Regions from separate parts of the Mus musculus genome. Here region 2 is linked to region 1. Evidence: chromatin contacts called from public promoter capture Hi-C data. All regions are on one chromosome and are shown on one strand. The core of a region is the stretch at or near the end of the contact, and the rest is flanking DNA. Distances in the headings are between cores, read along the strand shown.

The links. Promoter capture Hi-C pulls out the DNA fragments that hold promoters and counts their contacts.
Region 2: a contact with region 1 is called in a promoter capture Hi-C map of liver, with 4 times the contacts expected there. The contact joins the promoter of Tm7sf2 here to the promoter of Kdm2a in region 1. A contact is called at or near these places in 1 of 39 promoter capture datasets (liver), 2 of 115 datasets of contacts at active chromatin or transcription factors (astrocytes and pancreatic cancer cells) and 2 of 9 other capture datasets (adipose tissue and liver).

The regions. Positions count from the first base shown.
Region 1 is chr19:4,395,045-4,399,649 of GRCm38.p6, forward strand. Kdm2a (lysine (K)-specific demethylase 2A) reads right to left here and starts at 2,033. Exons shown (of 21, transcript NM_001001984.2): 1 at 1,267-2,033. 9430078G10Rik (transcription initiation factor TFIID subunit 4) reads left to right here and starts at 840. Exons shown (of 3, transcript XM_030251152.1): 1 at 840-849; 2 at 1,286-2,406; 3 at 3,067-3,597. The coding sequence starts at 840. The coding sequence ends at 3,597.
Region 2 is chr19:6,065,736-6,070,340 of GRCm38.p6, forward strand. It overlaps Tm7sf2 (transmembrane 7 superfamily member 2), which reads right to left and starts at 2,115. Exons shown (of 10, transcript NM_028454.2): 1 at 1,934-2,115; 2 at 1,388-1,584; 3 at 1,233-1,287; 4 at 764-958; 5 at 576-679. The coding sequence starts at 1,985. It overlaps Vps51 (VPS51 GARP complex subunit), which reads right to left. Exons shown (of 10, transcript NM_001081041.1): 6 at 4,123-4,338; 7 at 3,730-3,948; 8 at 3,291-3,412; 9 at 3,120-3,207; 10 at 2,107-2,640. The coding sequence ends at 2,380.

The sequences.
Region 1 (4,605 bases), core at 783-3,282:
TATAAAATAAGACCTAAGCAAAAGGAGACTTTGGTTTCAGTTCCTTAGGACCAGCCACATCATTTGTTTCTGCTCATGGGATTGCAACTAGCAAAATTCTTCCTGCTAACATTAGCAATAGATAGATAAAGAGATAGATAGATAGAGGGGACTGGAGACATGGCTCAGTGCTTAACAGCACTGCTGCTTTTCAAGAGGATCCGAGTTCAATTCTCAACAACCACATGGCAGGTCACTGTCTGATTCCAGTTCTAAGGGACCCTTACACAGATATAATGCAGGTGAAAAGGCTCAGGACTTTTACTTCTCTTCTTCTGTATGTTTGCTGGTGTGTGTGTGTGTTTAAGTTTTGTTGTTTTGAGACAGGATCTCTCTACATAGCCCTGGTGGTCTTGGAACTACAACATAGACCAACCAGGCTTGCCTCCAACTTACAAGAGACCCGACTGCCTCTGCTTGCCCAGTGCTGGCAAAGGTGTGCAGCACCAAACCCAGGAAGGACTTTTATTTCTAAAGTGCTGAATGGCCAGGTGAAGGTGAAGTACACACAAAACTAAGCCAGACCCTAAACCAGTGAGTTCTCAAACAGGTAATAACAAATTATAAGCAAAACGGGGAGGTTACTTTCATTAAAAAAAAAAAAAAAGAGGGCAAGAAAAATTTGGTTTTACAGAAAGACTTCAAACCAATGTCCCATATCCTTCTAGTAAGGAACTGCCTTCCCCAAACTACCATCCACCTCAAGGTGGACAACTACAGAACAAATTTGAGAGTTGCAAACGGAGGCAAAAATACCATCTAATCTAGATGAGTAAATAATAAATGAAACGTCTCGATATATGGATACGGGTGAAACATCCATTAAATAAAGGCCGGTTGGCACGTCAATCAATCCACAACACCAAGCAAGGGTTTTCGTTTTTCTAAATATCTTTCTCCAGAATAATGGCTTCTAATTGGATATACAAATGTTTTTTTTCTCTCTTGTAAATATAATACGGCCACGTTAACAAAATCCTTTCAGAGGACCCGATGACATAGTTTGCGAGAGCAGTTCGTGGCACTGCCCTCCTCGGCCTCGGTCGCGAGGGACACAGTCTGCACCCCAGGGCCGGACAGCAAAGCGGTAAACCTCGACTGCTCCCCTAGGGAAAAGGCGTTCTGTGGCTCACCCCTTGCAAAGAAATAAAAACTTTACATTAAGTCTTTAGATAAGACCGGGAACCAAACTTCCCAGGGCGGGGGAGGGGGGAGGGGAAATCTCACCGAGGATTTTGTTCTTGAGTTCTTGTCCAAGAGAGAAGTAAAATTCCAAACACAGACAAAATAAAATCCCAAACGTCGTCTTCGGTATTTCTGTGTATTAACCCAGTATCCAGAGAAGGGTCAGAGCGACCCGGAAAAGAGGAAACAGTTACTGAATCAAACCTCCTCTTCTGGCTTTTACAGACTCCGCGTCCGAGGCGTCAGGGAAGCAAGACCACTCGGCTACTCCCCCAAGCTGGCGGTCAGCAGCCCCAGCCCGAGACCCGGGTCAACCGGGCCGCGGGAAACACCCTCCTCTCGGTACCCTCAGCCGGCCACAGCCGCTACCGAAGCCCAGGAACCGCGGCCGATCAGCTGAGACCCGCCCGGCCGACGCTCCCCGCGCCGCCCGGCCCCCCGGAACGCGGGCCCCGGCCCCGGGGGGCGGAGAGGGCGGGAGCAGCGAAGCGCCCTGACCGGGGGCCTTCGGCTGCCTTTGCGTCGTCCCCTGAGCCGGGGCTCCGCGCTGCGGGACGATCCCCCGTACACCCCCAGCTACTCCCCAGTAGCAGAGGAGGGACTCCGGGGGATGGGCCCCCTGACGTTGCCCTTCCACGCGAAGAGCCCACTGCCCGGGAGGGAAACAACCGCGACGGGCCCGGGAACTGGAAAGGTGCTCTGCGGCCCGCCGCCGCCGCCGCCGCCGCTGCCGGGGAGGGGTGTTGTTTCCCTCACACAGGAGGATCCGCTGAAGCAGCCGCCGCCATTTTGAACCCGTCAGATTCTCACATACACACAGCTCCTCCGGCCTCACTGCGCAGGCGCCCTCTCTTCACCACCACCCCCTCCCTCCCGTCGCCTCTCCACCCCCACCTCTTTCGAGCCTCCCTGCGCGTCTTACCGCTCTCCGGGACACACGTGAACGCGCACGCGTCACTCCCCCCACCCCACCCCGCCCCCTCTACCACGGACACACCGCCGGAGCGCGCACGCGCCGATTGCGTCGGCCTCGAATCGCCCGCGCCCCGCGACGCCGACGCGGTTCCCCGCCCTCCCCCCCTCGCGTCAGCCCGCACGCCCTCTGGCCGGCCTACCGCCCCCGCTCCCTGCCCGCCTCCTCTCAGGTCGCCGGCTCGACCGGGTGCCTGCGCCTGCGCGCCAGTCGCGAGCCTCCTCCGCGCGCGCTCTCTCTCTCCCCCACACCCGCACACAGACACACACGCACACACAGACGCGCGCGCGCGCGCACACACACACACACACACACACTCGCAACTTCGCCGGTGACCCCGCCCACCGCCGGCCAGCTGCGCCAGCCGCCCTCCCTCCCCCACTACTCTAGGGAGGGTTGTGACCCCCGACCCCCACAAAACACAGCACCCCGCCCCAAGCAGTAGGAAGCATCTCCCCTTCCCCTTCGAGCCACCTCTGCTGGGTGGTCAGACGGGTCACACAAACGTGGGCCAGACGGCCTGGGTCAGGGCAGCCGTTGGCCGCTTCAACGCGGGGTCCCCCGGGGTCATGCCATGGGAGCGGGCCAGAGCCGGGTGCTGTGCTCGGGTCTTGTCAGACCCAGGGAGTGCACGGAAAGAAGCGCCCTCCCGCCGGGCGCCCTCCCTCACGCGCCGGCCGGCCGAGGCCCACCTGCTCGCCATCCCGGAGTAGGCCCCTGCGCCCCCCGCTGCAGGGCCTGGCCGCCCTTAGCACGGGGGGAGCTCCTGTCCGTGCAGCGAACCGGTTTCGCCTCACCCACTCCTCGCCGCTCCGAAGGGGCAGGAACCGGTAGCAGTAGCATGTCTGTCCCGAGCTCTGTTCCCTCAGGGCAGCTCCAGACGCTTGACAAGGGAGTCCACAGGTGCTGTGCGCGACAGTGGGATCCACGACGGCTCAGGGGTGGCAGCAGCTAGCACACCCCACTGCGGGCCGCAGGCTCCCAGGGAGGTGGCCCAGGGAGCCCCTGCTGTTGGCCACGCTCAGGTTTCCGTAGCGCCGGTGCCCTCGGCGGCCCGGGTGGGACGTGACCCCGCCCCCGGCGAGTCGGGGCACCCCCCACGGAGAGGGGCGCGGGCCGCCCCTAACCCCAGGGCCGCGGCTTGCGAGGGAGGCCCAGCCGAGAAAATGTCTCCGGTTTGTGTGCGCAGCTTCGCGCGAGGGTCAGCGATGGGGCAGCGGCGGCCCAAGCTGCTCGGCCCTGCCGACGAACCGGCTCCCGCGGCTCGACAGCCGCCCGACGGGCAAGCGGGCTCCGGACGTCGACGGAGCCCAGCCAGAGGTAACAGCAATGCCATGCGAGCAGCCCAACTGCGCTCAGGGCAGTTCCCCAGCCAATCTCGTGCTTTGAGGCCCGTTTAAATTGTAAATCCCACAAAGGACGGTGGCCTGGACGCTACACATCCAAGTGCTTGAGGTTGGCACTTTCCCCTTGCTGACTGGTGTCACATTTTTTTCTCCCTGCCTTGGTTTCCAACTCTTCACCTTGATTCTGAAGAGTCTGGGTTGGAAGAGGAAGACTACCGTGGTAGAGCTATCATAATAACGTTCGTAAACAGCCTTCTAGGTCTTTTAGGAAGACGTTAGTGGCCGACAGTTGGAAAAAATGATACTTTCTTTTGCTATCACAGTTTGAACTGGGGTAAAGAAAGACACTCCTTAAATCCAAAGTATTACTTAATACAGCAAAAAGTTTTGCACACAGGATTTTAACAGACATTCTCTGCTGCTTTTCACATCTTTAGTAGACAAGAGAAAGAGCTTTGTGTTTCTAAACTCGTTTTAAAACTAAACAATGGGAATATAAGATTAAACGTGTGCATATTACTGTGATAGAGGTTCACAGCTCTGCAACTGCCAACAGAAACATCTCACAACAAAAGTGATTGGTTTGTATGGTCTCATTATCTTGCAGCCAGGCACTGAGCAAAGTCACTTTATTCTGATACCAGTTGCTTTTCAGACTTTTTAGAGCATTGCTTCGAAGAGTCACTGTCAGAAACTTTGCCAGATTGAAGGCCTCTTTTGGTGTTCCAGGCTATAGTAAAATATGTTTTAAACTAGTACTCTTACCCGTGTGGTGACTCACACTTGGGAGGCAATCCTAGGACTCCACAGAGGCTGAGGCAGGAAGAGTCCCATAAGTTAAAAGCCAACCTATGTGGATAATGAATTCAGGTCAGCTTGGCCTTACAGAGTGCAACCCTGTCTCAGAAAAAGGCGGTAGTCTTTTATATCCAGTGGCAGGTGTGGCCCCAAAGACATCAGGATTTTTGTAGCTATAAAACAAAAATCTCAACTACACTACAGTAGGGGAACTGACTAAACAATACTGTCTCTACAGGCTGGCTGCCATCTACCAAAGCAGAT
Region 2 (4,605 bases), core at 865-3,364, 1.7 Mb after region 1:
GTGGACATGGGCACTCCTGCCTCTACAGTGAAGGCAGGACCTTGCCTGAGCCCCTTTGGAGCTCTTGGCCACCACCCATGTACCCCATGTACATGTGATCTTAACACAAGAACAGCTGGCCTGTTGTCAAGGCCACCAATGACAAACAAGGTGTTAAATCTGACAATCCCTGGAGGCAGTTGCCTGGTCCTTCAAGCTTCTCCTTAGCTGTCTTTGAAGTTGATTTTATATTTGGCCGCTACATCCGAAGCTGCACCTGCTTTCCCAGCTCGCTGCCTGCTTTGCTCCCCCATACAGCCTGTCATCACTGTGGTATAGATTTAGTTTTGTGGTGCTAGGGTTGGAATCTAGGGCTTTATGTACATAAGCCAAATGCGCGCGCTCTCTCTCTCTCTCTCTCAAGATTTTATATTAAAAACCCTCTTGTTCTATTAAAGCAAAACCATAGGTTCATAACACAGCAACATATTGGCAAATGAATGAATGAATGATTGCTGCCCACCCAGCAATGCTAGCCCACTCTGCTCTTCTCCTGGCCCAAGTCCAGCAGAATTAAGTCCAGCATGTCAGCATACCCAGCCAATGAGGCCAGGTCTCAGCTCACAGAAATATTTGAAGTCAAAGGAACCGAGGCGAGGGTTCAGCTCCCGTCCAAGAAAGAAGTCATACATGGAATTTCCTGGGGAACAACAGAAGGTGAAGGCACACCAGGTATGCATGCATCCCACCTACCTCATCCCTACCTCACTGGGACCCTTCTCACCTGAGTTTCCCCCAGGAGCCAGGGCTGAGGCAGGAGCTACCAAAGCCTTCGCATAGAGGAGGAGGCTGAAGATAAAGCTGGTGAGAGTGGTCGCAAAGGCCAAGGGCAGGAGCATTCCAGGGAGTGCCCCCAGGGGCAGCCCCACTGACACCCCCAGCCCCATCAACAGGGCTGTTAGCACCAGAGCCTGGAAGCCTGAACCACAGCACAGAGTGAGCCCTGGGGTGGCTTGCATACTTCCAAAGCCAACACACACACACACACACACACACACACACACACGCAGTTCTGGGAGAACATTGGCCATTGGCCTGGAGCTGAGTAGTAGCAAAAGAGGTAGATGCACGGCGAGGTTCCCATAAGGGCACAAACATGTCATCAGAGCTGGTCCATAAACCTCCCACCACCCTTGGAACCCACCCCAACCCATGTTAACTGCGATTCAGGGAGGGGGGGGAACCCCAGTCACCATTAATAGGGTAGCGCAGGCGACTCTTGTCCTTCAGTTCCAGGCCTTCGGCCACCTGCGGGTACAGGGCAGGTTTTATAAGAGCTGGGGATGACTTCCCAGGCTCCAGCCCTCCCTGCACCCTCCTCCCTGGTGTGTTAAAACAGATCACACACCTTGCGTGCAGGCAGCAAATAGAGCGCCACCTGCAGGCCGAGCCAGATGAACAATAGCAGCAGAGCCCATGGGCTCCACAGCTCCTCCAGCCCAGGCAGATAGGCCGGTAGGGCCAGGAGGCGCGCCGGGCCCGAGCGAGCCGCCAGGAGCAGGTGGAACATGGTGGCAGGCAGCAGGATCAGTAAAGCCGCGACGCCTGGAAAGAGGGCCACTGTGTAGCGTGACTGCTCCCAAGAGCTCTCTCAAGTCCTCGGGCGCCTTGAGTCACCTGCCTGCTTAGCAGTTTCCCAGCGCCATACTCCTATCTTAATTTTCATCTTGTTCCTCTGCCCTCTGGCATTCCCAAAGACCATCCTGCTCTCCCAACTGTCTTTCATTACACAAACTCCCCGCTGTGCTGCTGTCAGCACTCCCTCCTCTTCTGCAGACACCCCGACACCCGCGCACCGGATCCTTCTGCTCCGAGCCTTCTATAGAGCTCGTATCCTATCCTGCTCCCGTTAAGTGGCATCAGGTCAGCCTCCACCCCAAACCTTCCCATTTACCCAACGGCCCCCCGAATTCCAGTGGGGCCTGGGAGGCCTCACGAGAAGTCATGATCTCTGCTTTGCCGGGGAACAATGGTTCACAAAAGTCGATCAAGGAAACACAAACCGCCCCATGCCGGGTTATGGCTCTGCATCAGACACGGAGGTGGAAAAGCTGCTGCTCTTGTTCATTGATCTTTAAATGGACGCGCCCTCTGCCCACCCTGGGCCCAGCACAGTAGCCAATCAGCGCTGGGAGGCGGGCCCCATGCTGGCGCCTCAGAAGCTTCGGCACTGAAACCCAACCCGGGCGGGTCCCGCCCCTGCAGGCAAGAGGAAGGAGGAGGACACATAAGTTTATTAGAAGGATCCATGAACCCGCCAGCGGGGAAGGGCCTCTAGGATGAGAACAGGGCACAGGGAGGACAGGGCGATAGGGCTACTACGCGACTCGTTGGCAGATTCTAGCCGCGCTCGCAGATGACCTCGACAACACTAGGTTCCATGGGCACTGGGTCGGGACAGCGCAGAGCAGCTGAGGCTACTACTTCGTCCAGCAGCAGGTGCACTAGCTCCTCATCAGCCACAAAGCGCCACAAGTAAAGCTGCAGGAAGTGGCAGTCCACCTGCACCTGCTGCAGCCCAAAGCGCCCAAAGGTGCGTAGGCGCACACACTCCAGTAGTGTCTTCAAGCTGATCTTAATGATGCCAGTCAGCACCGACACCTGCAGGTGGACACAGGGATGCAGCTCAGGATTGCCGTCTTTTGGGGAGGAGGATACATCCAAATTCTGAGCAGAGGCAAGGGAGATAAAGACAGAAATTTCTAGGGCTCAGCTAAGAAGGGAACAATGCAATGTTGCCACCATAAAGGCGAGGGCAGGTAAACCCCGGTGGTCAGATCAGAGATGGGGCCTCATGAATACGATGGGCAGCAGTCACCACTGACTACAAAGTAAAATGGAGGAAAGATATTGCTGAGCTTGGGCTTCGGAGGGGCAGAGATCAAGATATGAGTGGGAACCCCCGATGACTAAAGACTAGTTTGGAGAGTAAAGTGTGGACAAGGTGGTTTTGCTCTGGACCTAGAGACAGAGATTACGTAAAGTGATCTTTAATTCTGCTCAGATGTGGTCCTAGGGCTCTCTGGGTTAGTGTGGGAGCCACCCTTCCCCTGGGATGTAGAGGAGAAGGTACTTCAGACCTTGTTGAATTCCACGGGGCTGAACACATCGATCCGTTCAGAGAACAGCTTCTGAATATTGCTCAGGAGGTTTGTGTCCATGGGAGCACTGGAAGGGGGAAAGAAAGAGTGAGAGGCCACTCTGCCCAGCCTCCCTCTTCTGTCTCTCAGGGAGGCTCCTAGCAGCCTGACCTGGGTGTGTAGCTGGGTGCATAGCGGCCCTGCTGCCGGGAGCTGCTGTACACAGAGAAAGTCCTTTTGCTTGAGTCACTGCTCTGGGCCTTCCGGACACCCTCTTCATACAGGAGCCCCACCTGGGGGAGAAAAGATGCGCTGCAAGGTCAGAGCATGGTTACTGACAAAACCTCCCCTCTCTGCTGGTTGAAGAATCCTAGGTATGGTCACCACCTACACAATCAGGGGAGTGGGAGCAAGGCAGGGAAAACCTAGTCTGAAACCCAGTTTTTAGCTCATCCCTGCTTCAGCTTTTTGGGTGACTTTGGGCCTGCACATCCCACAGGTATGAAATGAGGCTTCTAGTGGCACGACATGGGTACAGCCAGACCCCTTTTGTCTTGGTCCTTGGAATCCAGCATGCATTGGGGTTCCAGCAGCCGGCCTGTGGCAGCACCTGGACATCAATAGCTGTAGTGTCCTCCACCACACGCTTCATGACAGCACGCACGTTCCTAGGCTCCAGAGTACTGAGCCAGTCCCGGGTCTCCACACTCTTACGTAGCATCTGGGATATGACCAGGCCTTGCACCTTCACATAGTGAGTCAGCAGCCGCCGTGCTGTCTCTCTGGCCTCTGCACACAGTGTGCTCACGGGTGTAACGGGAGACTGGTCCTAAGTCACAAAAGCAGAGGACAAAGGTTGCAGGTATTAGAGACAGACCAGAAACCACCACCAATGAGGAGGTGAGCAAATCTTGGGAAACTGAGGCTGAGATGAGTGCAGACCACCAGTCTGGTTCCTGTGTTGACAGCATCATGCCCTTTCCCCTCTCCTGAGCCACTTCACCTGCACCAGAAACTGTTCATCAGTGAGTGTGAGGATGTAGGAGATGGTGGCTGTCTCATAATCCAGGCAGAGGCGAGAGAGCAGCAGGAGCAGGGCAGGCGGCGTGGCACCTCCCTTTTCTCCAGGGCTGTCACAGAAGCTCTGGGCTGTCTGGCACATGGAGCGGATGAAACCCACGATGAGGCCCTCACGAACTCCCTGGCTGCAGAACTCGCCCTGTGAAGGGAAGCCCAGATTTACCACGTCCTTTCTCATAGGATGGAGAGGCTCAGCAAAGTCAGAGCACAGGGCTATTCCTCCCTCTTTGCCTTAACCCTCCTCCACAGGCCACCCCACCCTGCTTCCGAGCCTCGGTGGTAAGGCTGGCAGCAGTGAGGTCCCTGGTACCCTTCTAGCTTTAGCCCGGCTGCATAGCATTTTCTCCTCCAGACTGCCTCCTGAGAATGTGACTCCACACGCAGAGTACTTGAGACAGTATTGTGT